Regions from separate parts of the Mus musculus genome. Here all the other regions are linked to region 1. Evidence: chromatin contacts called from public Hi-C and HiChIP or PLAC-seq data. All regions are on one chromosome and are shown on one strand. Each heading gives the region's core, a stretch centred on a gene start, on an enhancer-like site or on the middle of the called end of the contact. The rest is flanking DNA. Distances are from core to core; before and after follow the strand shown.

Region 1 (4,773 bases), core at 1,406-3,905:
CAGATGGTTGTGAGCCACCATGTGGGTGCTGGGAATTGAACTCAGGACCTCTGGAAGAGCAGTCAGTGCTCTTAACCTCTGAGCCATCTCTCCAGCCCCCTCATGGACTTTTTAAAGGCAGAAAATCCAAATTCAACTATTGAAGCTCACTGTAGCCATATAGCCCTATATCCTAGTGCTCCGGTGGCAGGAGATTGTCAAGAGTTTGAGGCCAGCCTAGCCTCAAACTCTTATAATGACACCTTGTCCTACGCCTCCCAAAAAACAAAAAACAAACAACCCCCCAAAAAACTAAGCCCCCTAATTAGACATCTGAAGTATTATTTCTACAGAGTGGATATAGCTTGTAATTATTATTACTTTTTTAAAATTATGCACAAAGACGGTCTGTGTTTCAATTCCCAGCATCAGGAATGTTCTATGGATAATAGCGGAATGGCCGGAGGAGTGAATGGCTGAATCATCGGGGGCTCTGGCATGAATACTTTAACTGTCACATGATAGGTCTTATCACTTTGTCACAACCTGGTATTAAAGGCAGGTGGCCCTGGGAGGGACCGAGCTCACCTGTGTGCCGTGACAGGGCAGTTCTTTTGAAGGTGGAAGAAGGAATGCGGATGTTTCAGGAAAAGGCATGGAGGCGGCTCTTTAGGGAACAGCAGCAGGCCCTGAGCAGCTGGGAAACACGCCCCAGAGGACAAGAAGGAGGATGCAGGACCTTCTGGTGCTTTCCCCTGCCTGATTGTGCTGATATGGCTGAGAGGAAGGCTCTGGCAGAAGAAAGAGCCCCAGGTTGTTCTTAAAACAAACTCATTCCTAAACTGAACTGCACCTGGCAGAGAATTAGGGCCCCAGAGCTAGCTCCGCCTTCCACACTCATTATAGCTAGGCTACCTCAGGCAAATCACTTATCTCTGCCCTGTGCCTCACTTTCTGCATTTCTTAACCCAGGTCCGGATGATGACCTCAGAGGCCTGTCATGAGGATCATCTAGGTTAGGTGGAGTTAAAGGGACTACATTTAAAAAGAAAAAGAAAAAGGTGACCCCTATTGAAGGTCACTAGGCCAAGCTTGTGTTCAGAGCTATCGCAGTAGATACAGGGACCTCGGCAGCGGGGTACAGGGGTGTCTTACGGTGGGGAGATAAATCAGGTTCAAGCCTGAATGATCTACAGGCAAGAAACGAGGATGGAAAAGAACTAAGAGGTGGCTTCAGGCATAAGCGGGGATCTGGGTACACTGTTAAGAGGATCCTTGCTAATGATGGGTCAGAGCTATCAGACAGCCTTGGAGAAATGGTTGGTAATGAAAGTCCCTTCAGATACTGGGGAATGTTAGATACCAAGGGTGGAAGGGTCCCCCCCCCCCTCCAGTGTTAGGGATGGAGCCCAGAACCTGTGTTTGCTAGGCAGTGCTTTGTGATTATGCTACACTTCCAGACCAAAGGGTGGGGTGTTTCTCAGTCCATTTTATATTTATAAACAAGTACACAGATGGGCTGAGGAGAAGGTTCAAGAGGTGAAGCCAAGAATCCTTCCTAGTGTTCCTCTGTGAGGTTTCCAAACCATCTGTTTCACCAAGGAACTCATTAGAAATACACATTTTCAGCCGGGCTGTGGTGGCGCACGCCTTTAATCCCAGCACTTGGGAGGCAGAGGCAGGCAGATTTCGGAGTTCGAGGCCAGCCTGGTCTACAGAGGGAGCTCCAGGACAGCCAGGAATACACAGAGAAACCCTATCTGGGAAAAAAAAAAAGTTTTAGGGTCATTTTTGGTTCTTGTGTGGGTTTTTTTGTTTTGTTTTGTTTTGTTTTTTGTTTTTGTTTTTTTTCGAGACAGGGTTTCTCTGTGTATCCCTGGCTGTCCTGGAACTCACTTTGTAGACCAGGCTGGTCTCAAACTTAGAAATCAGCCTGCCTCTGCCTCCCAAGTGCTGGGATTAAAGGCGTGTGCCACCTTCGTCTGGCTAGAGTTTTTTTAAAAAGGGTTTTGTAGGGTTTTTAGAAGAGTGTTTTAGAGTTGGGTGTTTTAGTGTATGTTTAGTGTTTTTTCTGTTTTTTTTTTTTTTTTTTTTTTTTAAGGATCTTAGAGTGTGTTAGGGTTTTTGGGTTTTTGTTTTTTTTTTTAATTTTAGGCTTTTATTTTGGGGGTTTAAGAGTTTTAGAGTTGTCAGGCAGTGGTAGCCCATGCCTTTAATCCCTGCATTTGGGAGGCAGAGGTAGTGGATTTCTGAGTTCCAGGCCAGCCTGGTCTACAGAGTGAGTTCCAGGACAGCCAGAGATACACAGAGAAACCCTGTCTCGGAAAAAAAGAAAGAAAGAGAGAAAGAAAAAGAAAGAAGAAAGAAAGAAAGAAAGAGAGAGAGAGAGAGAGAGAGAGAGAGAGAGAGAGAGAGAGAGAGAGAAAGACGGACACACTTTCAGGACTGGGGGTGTAGCTCAGTGGTAGAGCAGTTGGCTACCCTGATGTGTAAGAAAGACTCTGAGATCCACCCATAGCCCTGAGCAAAATTCCTAGCACAAAGCAAAGTAGCAACAGCTACTGAAAACCAAATTCCCAGGCCTGCTGATTGCAAAGGCCGGCTCTGTGACAAGCCTTCTGGGGAGGTCCGATGCCAGCTCATGTGTGAGGAATGTTATGGCCACCCCAGCTGCAAGCCACAAATCCTTTGGGAATAAATTCCTATCCCCTACCCTGTTGAAGGCTCTCAGGACTACTCAGTGTAGATTCTCAGGAGAGTTTGAAATTCTTCTGAAGCCCCATCCTTTCTCACACCACTGACTTCAGAATCTCTGGGTGTGGTATGTAGCCATCTGTATGTCTCTCAACTGGCAAAGCATCCTCCTCCATAGCCTGCAATAGGCACCCACATCAGGAAGCTGGTGACAGCCCAGATAGTAGGTCTGGGGGTCCGAGACTGTTTATTCGTAGCTAGCACCCAGGTGATGTGGACGTGGTGAGTCTGTGAACCACATTGTGACGTCAGTAGTGGTAGGGGCGGTTCCACTGGAGAAGGGATTATGGGAGGTGAGGCTATTGAGGGAGAAAGTATTGCTTCCTCTCCTCGAATCCAATTAAGTGCAGGATGGCTAGGCCTGAACTTTGCGTGTGCATCCATTGTTTTTATTACACTCCGACTGCACAGGAGGCATAAGGATGAGGTCATTTGACATTTGTGAGGAAGCTAAGCTGTGGCAGAGGCCTCCCTCAGAGAGAGAGAGCAAGGATTAGCTCCTTTCAAGAAAATGAATCAGTAGGAGCTGCTCGGACTAAGGTCCCCTGGGTGCCCCCATGGAGCTGCCTGGTGGATCCCCCAACCTTCACTAAGATTCTGGCCGGGGGAAGAATGCTTGCCTAAAGGATTTTATCCCTCTTTCTCTAGCTTCCAAGCTACCCTAGTGTGGTGGAGGTGGAGAAGGAACTAGGAGGTTCTGTGCGGATTTTAGCTGCTTTAAATTCATTCGATCGTCTTCGATTGACTCTTCTTGCAACAAATACTCACGCATCCCAGCTCTCAGCTTTGTTTGTTGTGCTGTGTGTTGCCGTTGAATTGTTTGGCTAGAGCAAACTTTGGGCTAGTTTTTCTTTTGGTTAAGGAATATACAGCCTGTATTGTTCAGCTGTAGGTTACTATAAGAAAACACTTGGGACAATTAACTTATAGAAAGAAAAGGTTTCTTTTGATTCATGGTTCTGGACGTTCTGTTTGGGGATTAGGCGGGCTAACTAGTTTGAGGCAGCCCGTCACAATGTGAGTTCAGGGCAGAGCAGGCAATTTATCTTATGAACTGGGATCCAGGTCAAAGGGCACACCCCTAGTGACCAAGGACCTCGCACTAGGCTCCGCCTCTCAAAGATTCCATCACCTTCCAATAGCACCACCCTGTGGACTAAGCCTTTAACACACTTTGACTTTGGGAGACACTCATCCAAGTCACTGCATAGTTATCAAGAGCTCCTATAAGCAAGGAAGAAAGGGAAATGGTAGCCCCAGTAACCAGGCACGGCTGGGAGCCCTTTCCGGAGCCCCGTCCTATCTCCTTGCTTTCTCACTGTGTTTTTTCTGCAGCTGCTCTCCGCTCTGCCATATATGTCCAGGAGACTCCAGCCTGTGGACTTGCGGATCCTCACCTCCTGTATTTTCCCTACTGGTCAAATTGCCCCACAGCACAATGACTTTCTTGTTTTTGTTTTTGTTTTTGTTTTTGTTTTCGAGACAGGGTTTCTCTGTATGGCCCTGGATGTCTGGGAACTCACTTTGTAGACCAGGCTGGCCTCGAACTCAGAAATCCGACTGCCTCCCGAGTACTGGGATTAAAGGCGAGTGCCGCCACGCCCGGCAACAATGACTTTCTGCTGGACACCTTCCATGCCCCTTCTCTTGGAGCCACAGCACAATCCGATGAGGTAAATACAGTCATCTTCTATTCCCATTGGGAATTGGTAGCAGGATGCCTTCCATCACCCCATAGGCCTCCAAGGCCCCGGGTGCTCAAGTCCCTTAGATTCAGTACAGTATTTGCATAAGACCTCCGTGCATGCTTTCTATACTTTAAATTACTATACCTCCTACAATGGAAATGCTATGCAAATAGACCTTAGATATATTGTTTGAGGAACAGTGACAAGAAAAAAGCCTGTGTGTTCAGTCCATTCATAATTTCTCTTTTCTAACTGGTTTTTGAATGACAATTACTTAAATCTGCCAAAGTGGATACCATGGATCTGGAGGGCTATTACAGGTGAGAAATTTGACATGTGGCCCAAGCCAAGC
Region 2 (4,773 bases), core at 1,346-3,845, 460 kb before region 1:
GTTCAAAGCAGCAAGCACCTCTACCCACTGAGCATCTCCCCAACTCACATTAGCATATTTGAAAGCTCCCTGCCACCAGTAGTTCCAACATGAACCTATGTACTGTACCACTATACTCCTTCCTTCCTTCCTCCCTTCCCTTCCTTTCCCTTCCCCTTCCTTCCTTCCTTCCTTCCTGCCTGCCTGCCTGCCTGCCTGCCTGCCTGCCTGCCTGCCTGCCTGCCTACAAATTATCGAGTACCTGAGAAATGCCAGACTGTGGGCAATTGGTTCATAAACACTTCTCTTTATGAACTACAGGGGGTTCTCAGGAATGTCTGGGTTGGGGGATGGGAACTCTTCACAGTCACCCAGAGTGATGGAGTGGTAACTGGACAAGACTGAGTTTTGCAGAGAGGTCAGAGTAGAGTCAGACATTGGGGTGCAATCTGGGAGTCTAAGCACTGCTCTCAGCTCTCTTCAGACTCCATAGAGGGTAGAATTTGGTGGCATCTGCTTCATGTGGGGACATTTTATTCCTAAAATGACTTCTGTCTCTTTGAGGGGAAAAAGATCCACGGGCCATTCCGGCCATCCATAAACATCCAGTGTTGGTGTGGGCTTCTCCAGACCAGAAGAGTCCCCATCTCCATGCTCAGAACTCCCTATTTCTGATTCTTGAACCTGCCCCCTCTCTCATGCAAGCTAGGGGACAGCACTGCAGCTCAATTGTTGTCTAACTGAAGGCTGTAATGGGCACACTTCTTACTAATCCCATTGAAAGGAATGTCCTGCCTTTATGTTAAGTGAGATTGGGTGCATTTTTCTCCCATAAGCAGCAGAAAATGTCTTATCTTTAAGATGCAACATTTAGGGAAAACATTAACCCCTTACTGACCAGACTCAAAGAAAAGTGGCCTCCTGTTTTCTTATGTGTAGGAGGGTGCGAGGGGGTGGGGGTGGGGGTGGGGGAATGCCCTGGTGAATGTACAGAGCTAAGCAGACAATCTCAGGTATAAGTTCTTTCCTCTTTGGTTTTCAGGAAGGATTGCTCTTGGATTTCTGCTTAGATATCTAGGCTTGCTGGCACTCAAGTGTTGAGCTCCCAGGTGACTCTTCTGTCTCCACCTCCCACCTCATGGTGGGAATGGCTGGTACAGATGAGGTTTTTTACATGTTGTGGGAGGGGGGAGACCAGTGACCAGACTTGTGCAGCAAATACTTTTACCCACTGAGCCATCCCCCTGACCCAGTAAGTGTTCTTTTAAAGAAATGCTTTGACAGGGGAGGGCAGCATCCACCCCCTGTAAGCAAGGTCAACAAACACCCACTTATTTTTTTAACAAATCCAAGTGAAGCCATATGTTTTATGGACCCCTATCCTTCATGTGGCACTGACACAGTTGATGTTGTCTTGGTGGCCCACTCACCCTGACCGTGGACAACTCTGGCTCGTGTAGAGAAAGAGTGTGATCCTGTGTTAGGGGCCACATTCTCACAGAGCTCAGTGTCAAACCCAGGACAAGTAGCTGGGGTGCCTATTTAACATATCAAGGTAGACCCGAACACCAGGTTCTCCCAGCATCCTTCAGTCCTTACCTGTTCCAGGGCTTGGCTGGCATACCACACCCCCTACCCTGAACTCTCCCAGAAGCTGGGCTGCCATTCTCCCAGAGGCTTTTCCGTATATGATCCAGTCATTTTGGTTACCTGACCCTTTTGTACCTTTGTCCTCCTGGCTGCTGTATTTGGCTTCCCTCTCTCCCTTCCCCTCCCACTCTCCCCACATGGTTCAGGGTCATGACCACTCTGGACTCTCCCAGATGTGTCTGCCTCTGGCTATGCTCTCCCTTATACTTATAATAAACTTTCTCCACCATACCTAGGAGCAGTCATGGCCTTTCCTTTCTTTTTTATTTCTTTTTTTTCTTATTCAGTTTGCTCCTATTTATTCGTCTTTTGCTCCACAGTCCCTGCTGTGCTGCTATCTCAGAAGCCTGCTAGTCTATGCCCAAATCTGAATTCTTTAACTTTCCCCAAGCTTGTTCCTCTTCCTTTCTAGTTCTGATCCAAGCCAGAAATCCAAATGGAAACAAAAGCAGAGACAGAAGAAATTGTAGAATCCCCTAGTATATTATAAGAGTGTGTAAAATCAAAATAAAGAGGGCGCAGGGCAGTGGAGATGGCTCAGCCAGAAAAAGTGCCTGTCCCATGAGCATATGGACCTGAATTCAGATCTCCAGAACTTACATTAAAGCCAGGCATGGTGGTACTTGTCTGTAATCCCAGATCTGGGGGCTGGGGAACCTCGGAAGATCTTAGAAGCCTGTTATCCCCCAACTTAGCCAACCAGTGAGCTCTGCATTCATTGTCTCAAAAACTAAGAAGGAGGGAGGCAGAAGATGAGAGATGTCATCTTCCAGCCTCCACGTGCATGTGGCGTGTACATGTGCCCACACGCGCACACACCTTCATGCACATGTGCCCATGAGAGACAGACAGAAAAGAACGAAGGAAGGGTACAAACAATGAGTAAAAAGGTTCAGTTGAAAAGGTATCTAAGCACTTAGGTGACCAGCGAAAGAGTGAACTCCAAAGCAGGAAATGCCAAACATACTTTGACTCTTCTTTGTTGTTCCTGAAACCTAAGGTCGCCTAAGTCAAGTCATTTCTGCACAAGCAAGGTGTCATAGCTTTGTTTGTCTGTTTCCTTTTATTGACATAATCACGATGTTTTTTTTTAATCTTTCCAGAAACAAGTTACAAGCCAAGAGCTCTGTGAGAGTTTTCTACCTCCTTCGAAACCTTTCTTCACCTCTCTATCCTCCCACCTTCCCATGACACAGTTCCAGAGGAGGAGTCCCCAGGATTCCAAGTTGGAAAGAGCAACTGTCCAGCCACGATCAATGTGTAATGAGACCTGTACACCCTCCTCCCCCTCACCTTACTTTCTTCTCTTTCTTCATGCCACCTTACCATGTGTTCCACCTGCGTCCATTTAAAACCAGGTCTAGGGGGAGGTAGGAATAAGAGAAAACCTTTGCAAAAAAAAACTTGGTCTGGTGTTCATGCCTCTACTCCCAGCACTGGGGAGGCTGAGGCAGGAGAATAGCAAGTTTGAGGCCAGCCTGGGCTGGAAAGCTAGCTCTCAAAACATGATACTTAGAAGCAACAGACAAGAGCTGGCTTAGAAACACAATTTTCTGTATGGTGTAGCTCAGTCTCCTCCAGCCTGACTTTACAGTTTGAATCAACAAAGTGCAAAGCTCACTGGCTAAGTGAATACCAGCAGTCACTGGCACTGGGGCGTATCTCCTTCTCTGAGAGGGGAAAACCCGCCCCATCCTCTGGGTCATCTTTGTTGGAGCTCTTAGCAAATGTATCACACACAGATGTCATGGAAAGACGAAGCCGAGGCCACAGCCAGTATTGTCACACTGTACGGCACTGGCTAAAAGCCACTCAATTCTCTGCCTACCACCTTACCTTTAACACAACCAGTCAAATCCTAACACTATGACAAGCAGGCTAGTGTCCTCCTTGATGTCCTAGAATGGTGCCCTTCCTGTCCTGGGTGGGCCAGCACGCCTCAGCTCTCCAAGATCACCTATAGAGGAAAGAGAATAGGAAACTGTGAGATCAAGCAGGGTAGACCAACTGTTTTCGAAAGCTCTGTGAGCCACAGAGTAGTCCTCACAGAAGAAAGGCCCCTACATACTGATTCCAAGTGCCACAGGTAAAATAAATCTTTCTGGCTTTCCCCCATAAGCTTTTAGGAGCCCAAAGGCTAATTGTCAAACTAATGTAAGGTTCTAGATTCTTAGAGAAAGCCAGAAAGGAGCCCAAGGTAAGTGTCACACCCAGTTATCCTTGAGCAACGTATCCAAAAGGGTTGTTTACTGCTGTCCCACCAGCACGTGAACCACCTTGGGCTGTCACTCACCAGAGAAGCCCTCTCTGACCCCAGGAGAACTACAAAACAAAGCCAAGGCCTCCTCCCAGTCTTCCAGGCTCCTGAGTGTTGTTTTTGGCTCCCACAGGACATCTGAAACGTGGTGGCCAGTGTGGGGGGCTAGGGCACCTTTCTCCATGCTTATTAAAAATCTTTTGTGTGGCACAGAATAAATCCACTTTATTGGGCTTGCTTGGCCAGCACTTAACTTCTTCATCCCTCATGATCTGTAACACTTTCGTTCCTGCCTGAGACCAAAAACCTTCCTCACCCTTTGGCTCTGGACTTCCTTTATGAGGCCATCATAATTAGAGAGTGGCCCAACCTGGTGGCCCAAGGTGCCTCCTCCTTCTCTCCACAGCCCTGCCGGGCCTCAAAGGACTCACACCTAGTGCCAGGCTGGAAGATCAGTCTGGAAGGAAAGCCAGTTGTCAAACAAATCATCGTTCCGGGAACACAAAGCCACAGGGACCCTCAGGGTGCTGCTGACACTCAGGCAGGCAGCATCAGAGAGTCTTGTCTCCTGTGTGGCACCAAAGTCCCAAGTTTGAAGACAGAAAGCTGGCTGCTGGCCAGCAACTGTAGCAGACACCTTATCTAAACAAAGGGAGGGGGCAAGGAGTGAGGGAGGGAGTGGGTGGACTCTGCGTGGGTGGTTTCCTGTTGCTTTTTTTTCTTTGATAGCCTTGGGTCTCTGTCTCTCCTCCTCCTCCTCCTCCTCCTCCTCCTCCTCCTCCTCCTCCTCCTCCTCCTCCTCCTTTTCTTCTAATCTATTCAGTTTTGTAGTATTCAACAACCAGGCGCTTGCCAAAACCTGGCAGTGATACCCACCCAGCCATTTC
Region 3 (4,773 bases), core at 1,297-3,796, 340 kb before region 1:
AGGGGATGAAGGCCAGGGAACTCCGGAGGTCCAAAGCAAACGAAGAAGCTCCAGGAACAGACTGGCTTCAGATTTTTCACACTAAACGGATTGTTGGTCCTGTGACCTTCTATGGCCCACTCTGAACTCTTGTCACCAAGATATCTCACTGCCCTCCCCTCCTGCTGTCATGCAGGTGTAAGAGAGTACTGTGGGAGGGTTGGCCCGCTGTGGGTCTCCCAGCACCCTTTTCTGCTCCATTCAGTTTTCTTAAATAGGATCTCACTGAGGACTACGAGAGCCCAACGAGAGCGGGATCCTTCAAGGCTCCGGATCCTCAACCCCTTCTAAAGGCGCCGCTCACGGGGGAAAACAGCTCTGCCCAGTTTCCATTCCCGCCTCCAGAATAACGAGCCGAAAACATGTGTACTGTAAATAAAGCCTGTCTAAATAAAGCACTCGGGGAAAGGCTGCCGAGAAAACACTCTGCATCGCTCTGTGCTCAGAGTGAGTCAGCTTCCCAGCCCCCGAGGAACAATGGAGACCTTGCCAAAGGTCCCCTTTTATAGACCCCCCCAACTTCCCCCTGGTCCGGTTAGGTGATGGTGGTAGGGCACTAGTACGCTGTGACTTTTGGCTCAGAGAATGGAGAGGGAGAGGGTGTCCCCAGGGATCAAGGTTAGGATCCTGTCCTGAGATTAATGCTGCCAGGAATCCCTCTGCCACCAGCTGCGGAGGCTAAGTGGAAGCGCTAAACAAACAGAGGGCAAAGGGACGATGTTGTTCCAGGCTAAGGAGGGCCTTCTCTTGAGCTTTCCCAACTCACCTCTCCTAAATCTCAGATGGAAAGAAGGTAGCCAACTACCTGAGTCACCTCCAACTCTTCACTTCCTATCTAGGCCCACATACAGACATCGTCCTCACGTGTGTGTTGGAGGCCAGGCCTCCCACCTAGACAGTGTGAGTGTGAGCATCAAAGCAGAGCAAACCCTCGATGACGAAAAGCAGTCTTGGGACCCACGGTGCCTTCCTTGCCCTGTCTTTTATGTACTTCCTTGGGAAACTGAACACCCTTAAAGAGGCGGCGAGATGGAGACCTTTGCAAGGTGTTAACTGATTGATGCAATGGCTTCTGCTCTGGTATGAGCCAATGGTTCCAGTCCCCCGCCCGGTGACCTTGAGAAAGTCAGGGATCTACCCCAAACGCTTGGGATTTTCCCACCCCTAGAGGCCAGCCCTTTATCTCAGCCTCTCAGGCTTTTTGGCCACCCAGCTTTGTCCGGCTAGGCTGGCTAGCCTGCTCTGGGAGGAGGTACGGGAGTGGGGTGGGAGGGATGAAAAAACACCAAAGGCTTCACCCACACCCTTGCACCCCCTTCCTCGCCCGGGGCCCCTCGGCCAGTGCTCTAGCCGCCCGGTGTTGCCAAACCCTCACTGGGCAGGGTTGCGGGGTGAGGCTTTGGGAACAGGGCTTGAGCTAGAGAAGATGAGGAAAACAAGTGAAACGGGAGGGGCGGGGTGGGGTGACGGCTCATAAATCAACTGGCTCCACCCCCAGCCCTCAGAGCTGAGGCGCCTCAGCCCCGCAGGGAAGAGGAGGGTCACTCGACCACTCCTGGACGACCTCTGAGCTTTCCCTGAGCCATCGCCCCACCCTAGGCTCAGGCCGCCGTAAGACCAGCTCCTGGCCCAGATCGTAAACCGCCCGCCGGATTCGGCGGGAAGCCGCCCTTGGACGCAGCGCTCATCCGCCCAAGGGGAAGTTTATTTATAGCTTGTAAAACGTAAAGGAAACCAGACTTCGCTAGCTTGCGGAGCCTGGGCGCCTTCGATCCCCACCTGCCCACCAAGAGGGCTCAGCAGGGGGTCTGGAAAGTGGGGTGGCTTCTAGTCCTCCCCCTACTCTGCACCCAAAGGAGAAGGGAACCTTCTTCTGTTGCTGCCCAGGCTTAAATTCCCTCTCAGCGTGCTTAAGCAGGGCGCTTGATGCCACAGAGAGAGGAGGCCAGGGCCTGGGCCCTGTGTGGTTAGTGTAAAGGAGACTGAGCTGGCCCACTTGGCACGCACGCCCGGGCAGGCCAGGCAGCGCTGTGCGGGATTCCACAGCTTCCGCTCCCGACAGGGGGAAGTCCCAGAGTGCCAGGAAGCCTTGGAGTGGGTGCTCCCGGAGCCTCTCCTTGGAAAGCAAGGATGCTGTCCCCGTTCCTGCTGCGCACGTGTCTTCAGCAGAGCAGGCGAGCGCTGTGCGCCTGGGGCTGCGATCCGCGGGTGACAGCGGTTGAGAGCGCGCCCTCTCCACTTCACACCCCCGCCGTCGCCTCCTCCCCAGGGGAAGCTCCTCGCTCCGGGGTGCGCTCGGGGCAGGAGCCAGAAAAAAACGAAAAGTGCCGAGAAGACGAGGACGAAAACCGATAAAGAGCTCAGCCGAGCTCTTCAAGATACCCGCGAGTCCCCATTACTCACAACCCACCCGGGCAGCCCTTCCCAGTCCCGATGGAGTGCACCCTGCCTTGGTCAGGGAGGTGTGTGTGTGTGTGTGTGTGTGTGTGTGTGTGTACGCGCGCGCGCCCAATCGCCGGGACGGCAGTTGCGAAACAGGCTCTTGGCTGCAGCGCGGCATAATGGAGGTGGCTGGAACAATGCGCGCTTTGTGCGCGCTGGTTGTTTTCTACCCGCCTCGCCCCCCTCGCTCGGGCCGTATGGCACTTTAATCCCTACCACGGCTAGGCACAAATGCACTTGTGTCCTGTGGGTCACCGGGGGCCGTGCGGCTGGAGCTGTCCCCACCCCTCCCCCGCCGAGCCCACGGCCCGCTTGCCCAGTCTTCCTTCCTGCACCCACCTCCCCCCACCCCACCCCCGCGCGCCACCACTTCAATTCCCGGCGTGGGCCGCTCAGCCGGCTTTGGAAGCTTCCGGGCCCGCCGGCCACTTTTATTTTCCAGGCAGACGGCCCTCCCCACCCCCCCGGCGAGCACGCGCGCGCGCGCACACACGTGGAGCGCAGGCCTCCCACTTGCGGCCCTCCCTCGGCTCGCCCCGCCCGCCCGCCCGCTCGCTCCCGCCCGGCGCTCCGGACTCCTGCGAACAATAGTAAATGTCAACAGATTCCGCGCGGCGAGTGTCTGACTCGGCCGAGATAAGGGTGCGCGGTTGGCCCTGAGCTCCGCGACACCGCGGGGGGAGGCCACCCTGACCCTAGCTGGAAAGAACCGGCTGTGATGAAGCCGGTGTCGAGGGATGGAGGGCAGGAGGGGAGAGCCCCAGCCTCAGCCCCGGGAGGAGAGGCGCTTAGACGCCAGGCCTTGCCCCACCCCCACCCCGCCTAACTCTGTGCTGCTGGGCAGCCTAGGGGCCCGGTGGAAAGCCACGTGCTAGATGTCAGCCCACGGCTCGGATCTCCAGAGGACGCAGGGAAAAGGCAGGTGTGGAGGTGAAGACTCGGACAGTTTTCCACCTCCGGGGAGCCGGCACCCGAAACATGGAAAGGATCTCAGTCCTTGTCTCCTGAAACTCACTAAAATGTTTTTTTTTTTTTAAGCTCACACAACACTTGCAGTCCTCCCCCTCAATCGTCCGCAACCCACCACCCGAGTTAAAAATTCGCAAATTGATTCCCACGCGTTAGTATTAATGGGTTGTTCCTCTTAAATTGTTGCCAACTTTGCTAATGGATTATTATTTAAATTTCTTTTTTATAAAGTACGTGTTGTTTTATAGATGCGTATTTACTTAAAGAAATCAACTGCATCTATTAACATATTAAAGAGAGAATAAAGCACGGGGCCGGTGTAATGTGCTGTTCAGCCTTACTTTGGGTGCTGCGAAGATAGGAAAATCTTATTTGTTTAATAATAAGTCACTCATGAATATGCAAATGACATCGTTGCAGTACCTCACTTCTGTCACTATTAATGAGTTGCAAATTAATGTGACAACAAAAGGAAAATCTATTTAGTGGAGGAACTCAGGTTCCTACCTGGGGAGATCACCAGCAGGCCTGGAACTTCCATAGTGTAGATGGAAAGGACCGGGGATGGACACCTCACCCAGCCTTTTCCTGAAGCTACCACTATTGTTTAGACCCACGGACCTGCTTTGTCAATAGCCCCTTAAAATTCCAGCTCCAGGCCAGGGGAAGAATGGTTGCTCCAGGGTAATTAGGGCCAAGTGTGATTAATGGAAATCAGCCCACAGTTTGGAGTAAAGCAATTGGTGAAGCAGATTGGGAAGTGAGGGAGGGGTCCTCTCTCCACCCAGTTTCAAGATTCCCCGAAGCCTTTATTGGCCTCTGTTGTTTGGGATAGGGACAAATTGGGCCTGGGGTGCTCCGATCCCAGGTGGATCACAGGTACTGAGAGAGCAGCCCATGCTCTTGCGCTTGCCTCTTGGGCTTGGTTTTTTACAAGGCGGCTTTGCTGACAGATTTAAGAGCAGATCAGCTTCTTCCTGCCAACCTACTATCCAGTGGCTACAGACTGAAGTCTGCCTGTCTTCCACCGACCTTCCACTCTCCTGGCCTCCACATCAGAGACAGTTACTGACTTCATCAGTATGCTGAAGAGAGTGTTTTGCATTCACTTAAGTTTAGAAACATCTTTGCAAAAAAGTAGTAGTGGTAGTGGTAGTAGTAGTAGTAGTAGTAGTAGTAGTAATCAGTAGAATCAGAGTCCAGGTACTATTTGTCAAGAGAACTGTCTTAGAAAGATGCGGACCTTCTCTATGCAGCCTAGTTAACAATTACATGGTTTTATAAACATATGAAAAGAACCTTTAAGATCTGTGCACTCTGCTA

What was found. Hi-C and Micro-C count contacts between places; a contact is called where the count stands out from the background. HiChIP or PLAC-seq counts read pairs in DNA pulled down with a chosen protein or histone mark.
Region 2: an H3K27ac HiChIP or PLAC-seq map of trophoblast stem cells shows a contact between it and region 1, with 4 times the contacts expected there. The contact joins two enhancer-like sites. A contact is called at or near these places in 4 of 484 Hi-C or Micro-C datasets (embryonic stem cells and liver) and 2 of 115 datasets of contacts at active chromatin or transcription factors (embryonic stem cells and trophoblast stem cells).
Region 3: a contact with region 1 is called in a Hi-C map of the N1E-115 cell line, with 7 times the contacts expected there. The contact joins two enhancer-like sites. A contact is called at or near these places in 1 of 15 datasets of contacts at CTCF or cohesin (large pre-B cells), 6 of 484 Hi-C or Micro-C datasets (the HL-1 cell line, the N1E-115 cell line, differentiating embryonic stem cells and 1 more) and 4 of 115 datasets of contacts at active chromatin or transcription factors (double positive thymocytes, embryonic stem cells and large pre-B cells).

Annotation. Positions count from the first base shown.
Region 1 is chrX:12,344,451-12,349,223 of GRCm38.p6, forward strand. The region is part of intron 1 of Gm14635 (predicted gene 14635); the gene reads right to left. Among named protein-coding and RNA genes, the nearest start is that of Gm14635, 8.2 kb to the right of the region's middle. Within about 2 kb of position 2,656, at least 30 of the 459 cell types and tissues checked have an H3K27ac peak or open chromatin away from gene starts, as enhancers often do. A contact at or near this core is called in the N1E-115 cell line and trophoblast stem cells, where this site is marked.
Region 2 is chrX:11,889,281-11,894,053 of GRCm38.p6, forward strand. It overlaps Gm52427 (a long non-coding RNA gene), which reads right to left. Exons shown (of 3, transcript XR_003953078.1): 2 at 3,466-3,586. Among named protein-coding and RNA genes, the nearest start is that of Gm52427, 3.6 kb to the right of the region's middle. Within about 2 kb of position 2,596, at least 1 of the 459 cell types and tissues checked has an H3K27ac peak or open chromatin away from gene starts, as enhancers often do. A contact at or near this core is called in trophoblast stem cells, where this site is marked.
Region 3 is chrX:12,004,240-12,009,012 of GRCm38.p6, forward strand. It overlaps Gm34301 (a long non-coding RNA gene), which reads left to right. Exons shown (of 4, transcript XR_003953093.1): 4 at 1-497. Among named protein-coding and RNA genes, the nearest start is that of Gm34301, 4.5 kb to the left of the region's middle. Within about 2 kb of position 2,547, at least 320 of the 459 cell types and tissues checked have an H3K27ac peak or open chromatin away from gene starts, as enhancers often do. A contact at or near this core is called in the N1E-115 cell line, where this site is marked.